Regions from separate parts of the Sus scrofa genome. Here region 2 is linked to region 1. A link is a contact called in public Hi-C data. All regions are on one chromosome and are shown on one strand. The core of a region is the stretch at or near the end of the contact, and the rest is flanking DNA. Distances in the headings are between cores, read along the strand shown. Region 1 holds the start of LOC102159965. Region 2 holds the start of FUOM (fucose mutarotase).

The links. Hi-C and Micro-C count contacts between places; a contact is called where the count stands out from the background.
Region 2: a Hi-C map of liver shows a contact between it and region 1, with 2.2 times the contacts expected there. The contact joins the promoter of FUOM here to the promoter of LOC102159965 in region 1. A contact is called at or near these places in 6 of 47 Hi-C or Micro-C datasets (alveolar macrophages, brain, epiblast stem cells and 2 more) and 2 of 2 datasets of contacts at active chromatin or transcription factors (alveolar macrophages and skeletal muscle).

What each region holds. Positions count from the first base shown.
Region 1 is chr14:141,290,378-141,294,098 of Sscrofa11.1, forward strand. It overlaps LOC102159965, which reads left to right and starts at 1,968. Exons shown (of 3, transcript XM_021073954.1): 1 at 1,968-2,954. LOC110256848 (a long non-coding RNA gene) reads right to left here. Exons shown (of 2, transcript XR_002338878.1): 2 at 3,301-3,517.
Region 2 is chr14:141,334,605-141,338,325 of Sscrofa11.1, forward strand. FUOM (fucose mutarotase) reads right to left here and starts at 2,024. Exons shown (of 6, transcript XM_001927817.6): 1 at 1,386-2,024; 2 at 672-740. The coding sequence starts at 1,470.

The sequences.
Region 1 (3,721 bases), core at 718-3,217:
GGCACCCGTGGCTGTCCTGACATGGTTCAGAGGCTCGACAGCAGCGGGTGAGGTCATCCAGTCCAGCCTTGAGGGTGAAGGAGGGGGCAGCCCCCATGTCCCAGGAGAGGAAGGGCCCCTCGGGGAGTGTGGCCGAGCAGGTGTGAGGCCAGGATGGGGCGGGAGGAAGGGTGAGTGCTGGTGCGGTGCTGGCTTGCTTCCCGCTTTCCCAGGTCAGGGAGGCAGGGTAAGAGCAGAGCTGCGACCCCAGCCCCACTGGATGGGGGGGCCTCTGGGCTGAGTTTTAAGGAAACACACCAAGCCCACAAGGCACCCTCCTGCTGGGCTGCGGCCAGGCACACTTCCTCGCCCTGGACGACTCAGCAGCTGCACCACCAGCATCTCGTGGTCCCAGCTGTGGCCACGTGGAGCTGCCCCTGGGGCTGCCCGAGCAGTTCCAGAGGTTGCAGGCACTGTGCTGTGTGTTTAGTGCTCTGTTTACCAGTGGGCCTCCTCTAAGTCTGTCACCCATGTGCCATCTTGGTTTTGAATGGAGATATTATTATACACTTAACATAAAATGTCCATTTTAAAACATACACTTTAGTGGTTTTCAGTGTATTCTCAAAGTTATGCAGCCATTATAATCATCTCTCATTCCAGAGCTTTTTTATCATTCTGCTAAGAAACCCCATACCATTAGCTGTCACCCCTTATTCTCCTCCCCCAGTCCCTGGCGACCACGGCTCTGTTTTCTGTCTCTGTGGATTTGCCTCTTCTGGGCATTTCCTATCAATGGAATCAGTCACTATGTGGTCTTTCATGTCTGGCTCCTTTCACTTAGACGATGTTTCTGAGGTTCGTCTAAGGGAGCTCATTCCTTTTCAGGGCTGCGTGATATTCCACCACATTGTGGATTTACCCCACATTGCTTGGTGGGCATGTGGGTTGCTACTATTTCCTTGCTGTTGTGAGAGAGCCGCCACCTTCTTTTGTGAGCAGAGGCATGAGATGACTTCGGCAAGTGCAGAGTGTGTCCTGCTCCCCCTCCCTCCTCCTCCTGCCCCCATGGGCCCCACAGGAGCCTCTGAGGCACCCCCTCTCCCAGCCTTCCTCCCACCCCCCCCCGTGGGCCCCACAGCCCCTCTTAAAGCTGCAGTTAGTGGCCCTTAAAACAGTGATTATCCTGGATTGTCAGGTGGGGGCTCCCGTGATGACAAGGTTCTTACAGGGAGAAGAAGGGTCAGAAGAGATGGGTGGAGGGGGTGGCGGGGGACAGATCCCACCTGCCATTGCTGGACGTATAAAGTGGGAGGAGGCCCGGAGCGAGGATTGTGGGTGGTCTCCAGGGGCTGGTGTCCCACCGCTGCCCACAAGGTCCCTCTGCCCTAGGCTCCAGGGGCTGCTGGTAGATGCACCTCTGAGCCATTTGCTGCCCCCAAACTGAAGTCGGCAGACCCGGACTCCCTGGAGACAGCTTCCCCCACTCCCTCGAACAACACACACATGGTACACACCCATGCTCACGCATGTAATGTGGACACACCTGCAGACACACACAGGCACCTACGTTCCCATGTCTGTCAACATGTTTAAGGCCCTGTACGGATGACCCGGTGTCAATTTCTCCTAACTCTATGGTTTTGTTTCGCCAGTTTTGAGGTGATCAGGCCTGGACGCGCTCCCCAACCAGACGATAGGTGGATCAGCAGGAGGATGCCTGCTGCTGGCCCCCTGGCGGCAGGGAGTCCTGCCCAGCTCACCCCATGCCCGCTCTTCCCCCTGAACCCAGCAGCTCCTGGCCCTCCGCATCCCGTCTGCCTGGCCAACCCCACGAGGAGCCCGCGGGCACCTCACGGACCGCTCGCCCCAAACAGACCCAGTTTTCTCCCGGCCCCCGCTTTCCTGAGCCAGGACAGGCAAGCCCAGCACATCCCAGCAGCCGGCAGCCCTCGCCTCCTCGCTCAGCGCCATCCAGACCTGGGCCCTCCCGGTCTCCCTGCCAGGGGTGACCAAACACCCGCATCCTGGCAAGCCAAACCGGTGGTCCCAGACCCTGCTGGAACCTGGCCCCGGTCCACCCCCTCTCACCTTGTCCATCGCGGCCTCCACCAGGCTCCACCCCCTCCCCTCCCCCACCTCATCACACCTGTTTCCTGTAAAGGGATCTTGATGGTGGGAAAGTTTCCCACAAAAGCTGGATGAGAGGCCTATGGCCCATCGGGCAGTGCCCACCCTGCAGCGCACTGAAGGGACCATAACAGCTGCCGGCCCCCAGACTGCACACCGGTGACCAGGGGGCGCTCCCTGGGGGCGGCCTGTCCACTTTAGGACCTTGTGCTCGGCCTGTGGGGGGAGCGTGCCGGGACACACTGGTGACACGCGGGCGACACCCTGGCTCCACGGGGACCCGGGGTGAAGAGTTGGGTCTGGCCACCCCCCCCCCCACAGCCAGGTGAGGGAGCAAGAGGAGGCCCGAGGCCCCTAGCTTCCCCTGGACGCAAGTCCCTGGGGGCAGGCGGATCCATGCTGCTGCTTCTGGGCAGATTCACAGGAGAGAGGGCTCAGCATGTGCCCGCCTGCAGGCCCGAGCCTCCTGGGAGCTGGCATCCACCCCGGCCTGTCCACCTGCCTGGCTGGAGGAGGCTGTGGCCCTAAAGGTCTGGCATGGAGGTCAGGGTGTGCCAGGCGGTGGCCTTGGACGCACTCTGGACTCAGCGGCCAGAGCTGGCCTGGCCAGGAGGGCGAAAGACCCTGAGCACGCCTGCCCCAGTGCCTCTGGGAGCTAGGGTGGCGTGGCCGCCTGGACTTGGCCAGCAGCCTAGTGACCCCCCCGCTTCCCGCTGCCTCCAGGGCCACTCCCTCCCCCGCCTGCCTGCCCTCCCATTGCCTCCCTTCCGGCCGCCAGCACGCTTAGGTTGACCAGGGCCCGGGCGCGTCCCTGTCTGTGAGGGGAACCACTGGCAAGGGCTCGGGTGGGTCACTCCTTCAAGACTCACAGCCCAGTAATGAGGCCAGAGAGGACGGGGGCCTCCAGACGGACAGCTGCGCCACCACGCTGCGGCCAGGAAGCCGCCGGGCCGGGACCCCAGAGGTTGCGCAGGGGGGTGGGCAGTGGGAGGGGGGCAGGAGCAGAAAACCGGGTGGCCTCCGGGTAGGAGTGGCCTGGGCAGGCTCCGGGCTGGCACATGTCCCGCTCATGTCCCCCCAGACCCCCCCATTCAGAGCAGTCAGGCGGTCTGCATCTTCTCAGGGAGCATTTTCTCAGGGAGAGTCCGAGGTGCTGTTGGGTCCAGGTCTGACCGGCAAACACGCTCAGTGGGCAGGTCCGGTCCTGGAGGCCTGTCCTCCGGTCACTTCCCAGTCCGGCGCCGGATGTGCAGATGATTCGTTTCGCTTCGTTTCAGCTCCAGGCTCTGGGTTTTCTCTCTCCCCAGAAACTTCCCCTGTGTGTGTGTTTGGGGGGGTTCTCTCCGTGGCCAGTAGCAGTTGGCTGCATCTCCGCTGGGACAAGGGTCCTGAGACCCAAATGCAGCAGCTTTTGAAGAGAAAACAGAATGTCAGTCAGGGAATCGACTGAGAGCCCTGCTTTCAGTGACCACAGTTAAAGTGGAGCCCTGAGGGCTGGGCCCTGAGCTGGGAGAGCGTGGGGGCCCCGGAGTGCCAGCCGCCGCCTCGGCCACGGGGCCCAGAGCCCCTCCTCAAGCCAGTTTTGGGGACCGCCTCTGGGAACCCATCACCA
Region 2 (3,721 bases), core at 774-3,273, 44 kb after region 1:
TCCCCCCCCCCGGGGGGGGAGGGGAGCACCTCGGGTCATGCACGCACAGGGGGCTCAGCCCCTGGAGGAGGGGGTGGAAGCCGAGGCCACAGGGTTGGGAGTGCTCTGTCCCGGGGGCTGGGTTCACCCCACAGTTCACATTTCTGCCCCTTTAGTGGCCTGAGCTCTGCAGGGAAGTCACCTTCCTGCCTCACAACGTCGTTGGGGGGTGGGGGCATCCAGCTGCAGCCCCAGCCCAGGCAGGACAGGACTGCCTCCTACTCCCACTGTCACGCCCTGAACTTGGTTCCAGGCCCCTCCAAGCCTCAGCTCCCACTGGCCCCAGGGGTTCAGAGGGTCTTAGAGTGAGTGGACCCTGGGACCCTTCGGGGCCAGGTCACCACAGCAGAGTAAATGCTGAACCCCTGACCTGGGCTGGGAACCACTGCTCACAGCCAAGAAGGGTCCAGGCCGGTTTCCCCATTTTTAAGGTGTGTGAGATGGAGCAGCAGGTCCTGGCTCACTTCCAGGGGCTGGGGGCTGCAGGGAGAATCCTGAGGGTCCTGGCCCTGAGATTTCCTGGATCGCGGGTGGGCGCAGTAGGCGCAGAGCGGCCGCACCTGGAGAGCGCAAGCTCAGGACAGCCCACCCTCCCCAAGCCTGCCCTGCCCGGGGGGGGGGGGGGCCCTCACCGTCAGCGCGGATCTCCTCCGGGCCACACCTGCAGACGGAGGACGTGGGGAAGTTCACATCTGCAAGGACTGAACGGCAGACACCGTTAGCGGCCGCGGTAGGTCCGCGCAGCCCCGGCGCGTTAGGCCACGCCCACTGCCCCTCCCATCTCCTCCGGGGGGTGGGGGAGCGGAGGGGGGCTGCACCTGTAGGAGGAGCTGCAGGTGTTACCAGAAAGCTGCCCGGAGGCCTGCCCAGCGTCTGCTCACGCAGCCCGGCCCAGGCTGATGGCCCAGGAGAAGAGAGGCCGCTGCAAACGTTAGGCACAGCCTTGGCGCAGGCGGTTGTGGCCCTTCGGGGCCGTGTGGGGAGGGTACTGGAGCATGAGGGCACGTAGGGCCTGAGGCGGAGTGTGTACTTCTTGGCCGCCCGAAGCCGCGGACATCCGGGCTAGAGGAGGAACCACACCTGCCCGGATACAGCCCCTCCCGGACCAAGGGCCATCGTCCTCGTGACCGCCCAGCCTTCGGTTTCCTGAAGAAGGCGGGGGCGGCCAAATCAATGCCCCCACCCAGGATCCGGCTCTAACCCGGCGCGAGGAGTCCGCTCCCAGACGGGACACAGCGTGAGACTGGACCCCTGCGGGGCCGGGGACGGCAGGGCCCCAGGGGCCTCGCCCGACTTCTATCCTGGGCACCGGGGTCTCCCCAAGGCTCTGCCCTGGCCGCGCTCACCGATCTCATCTCCGTGCCCCATTCGCGCCAGGGCGTAGAGCAGCTCCGGGGACAGCAGCGCGGGGATGCCCTTCAGCGCCACCATGCTCGCGGCGGGTGGAAGAGCGGCAGGCGGGGCGGAAGGGGGCGGGGCCGAGTCCACAGGGGCGGGGTCTGGACGGGATGGGCGTGACCCGAAGGGAGCCCCGGCTGCCGGAAGCCGCGAGGCGGGTCCCCGATGCGGCACTGAGGCCTCGCGGTCTCGCTGGGCAGGTGCCCACGGCCAGCCCAGCCCCGCAGGCACCGCCTTTCGGGGCCTCGGGACCCTCGCCGGGTCCAGGACTCGGGCGTCCACGTGTGTTTGTGTTCCAAGCCTCCCCAGCGCCTTCCCTGCGTGAGGGCCTCCGACCCGCCCTCCACCCCGCACGCAGGGTCCGTGGCGCCGTCGGGTGGCGTGGATGGCGGCTCAGGGTGGACTTTTCTCCTGCACTCAACACTGTTCACACGAAGGACCCCTGAGGGCAGGCAGGTGTGACCTCCAGGCCAAGCGGGTGTGCGGAGAGCACCCCCTACCCTGTCTCAGGTGCCAGCCTGCCGAGACCCCCTCGGGAACCCGGGACAGCAGCGCGCTGACTCCCACCCCACTCCCAAGTCTAGGTGTCTACACTGTGGAGGGAGCACCTTCGGCGGGCCAGAGTCTCCTCCCCCCTTGACCTTTGGTCCCGGAGATTCGGAAGCCGGGACCATCTACCACACCGCGCTTCTCCATCCGGTCCTGCCACCTGCAATTCCGGTGGCAGAAGATGGCCGCTGCCCCAAAGGGGAGGCCACAGCCTCTCAGGCTCCAGGGCTGAGCCTGGCGCACAGATAAAGAATGCCATTTCAGTTCACAAAGCATGTTGAGGCCATCTGGACTTCAGCCACTGCAGCTGCCCCTGAGGGGGCCCTGAGGGAGAATGAGAAAGGAGAAAGACAGCACTGGCCCTGATGGGGTGCACATCAAAGGAGTGATTTCAAAGAACCCAGGCTCTTGCATCCCCCCCATACACAGAAAAGCCCTAAATTCTTTTTTTTTTTTTTTTTTGCTTTTCAGGGCTTCACCCGAGATGTATGGAGGTTCCCAGGCTACAGGTGGAATTGGAGTTACAGCTGCTGGCCTACACCACAGCCATAGCAACTCGGGATCTGAGCCATGTCTGCAACCTACACCACAGCTCACAAGCTTGGCCAGGGATCGAACCCTAGTCCTTAAGGGTACTAGTCAGATTCGTTCCTCTGAGCCATAATGGGAACTCAAGCCAGGGAAGTTTTAAGCTAAGGGTACATGCCTATTCATGAAGGGGCCTGAGCAGGGGAGAATGCAGCTTAGAGTTGGGCCAGAGGTGGACAGAGCCGGAGCTTCAGTCGATTGAAGCCAGGGGGATCCACCCCACCACCCCACCCTCCACCGGCCCGGGGCCCTAGCGCCTGCAGCTCTCCAGGTCTATTCTTCCGCGTGCCCCGAGGAGGAGCCAGGACCCTGCCGCATCACTGCACTGCGGCCTGCCTGCCTTTTTTCTGTCCCTGCATTCCTCTCTTCCCTTAAGATCATTAGTTACTGAGACCTGGTCAAGGGCAAGCACTGAGTCAGGCTTCGATCACAAAAATGGCTTAGGCCGAAACAGGCTTTCAGACCAGGAAAGCCATTCGTGGCTCTTTCTCCAGGGAACCCCCGCCTAGCTGCTTCTGCCCCTCTGCGTCTGCAAAACAGTCCCTCAGAGCTCACTGAGAGGCTGTATCTCGTTTAAACTCCTCAGCGCGTCCACCAGATAAAGCTTAATTCTCAACTTTCAGGTTGCACATTTTTTTCAGTCGACAGGTGTGATGGTGTTTTCTCCACATGGCAGGACCCCTGCTACGCCGCAGGACAGGCCACGCCACGGGGCAAGGGCACGGCTCCGAGAGGTGGGCTCTGCCCCCTGCTCCAACCAGGTAGACCTCTGTCACTCTTCCAACAGAACATGCTGGACATGGTGCTGCCTGGCTCCTGGGGCGGGTCACAAAGGGCTTCCTGCCGATTCTGCCTTCAGAACACCTGCCCTCGTGTGAAAACCAAAGGCCACTGGGAAAATCCCCCCGAGCAGACAAAAGCAGTGAGTCACACAAGCAGGGCGTCCTTCAGTTTCCTCTGCAGGATAAGGAAGGTCAACTTGATCTGGAACAAGTCTCGCTTATGCTTCTGAAAACAAAACTCAGTTTCCCCAAACTGGTATGAGGTGACCACTAAACAAGTCCCTGTCACATAAGAAAATAATCTTGTAACTATAAGAAATCATCACTGCCCACCCACTACATAAGCTGCTTATAACACCATCCTC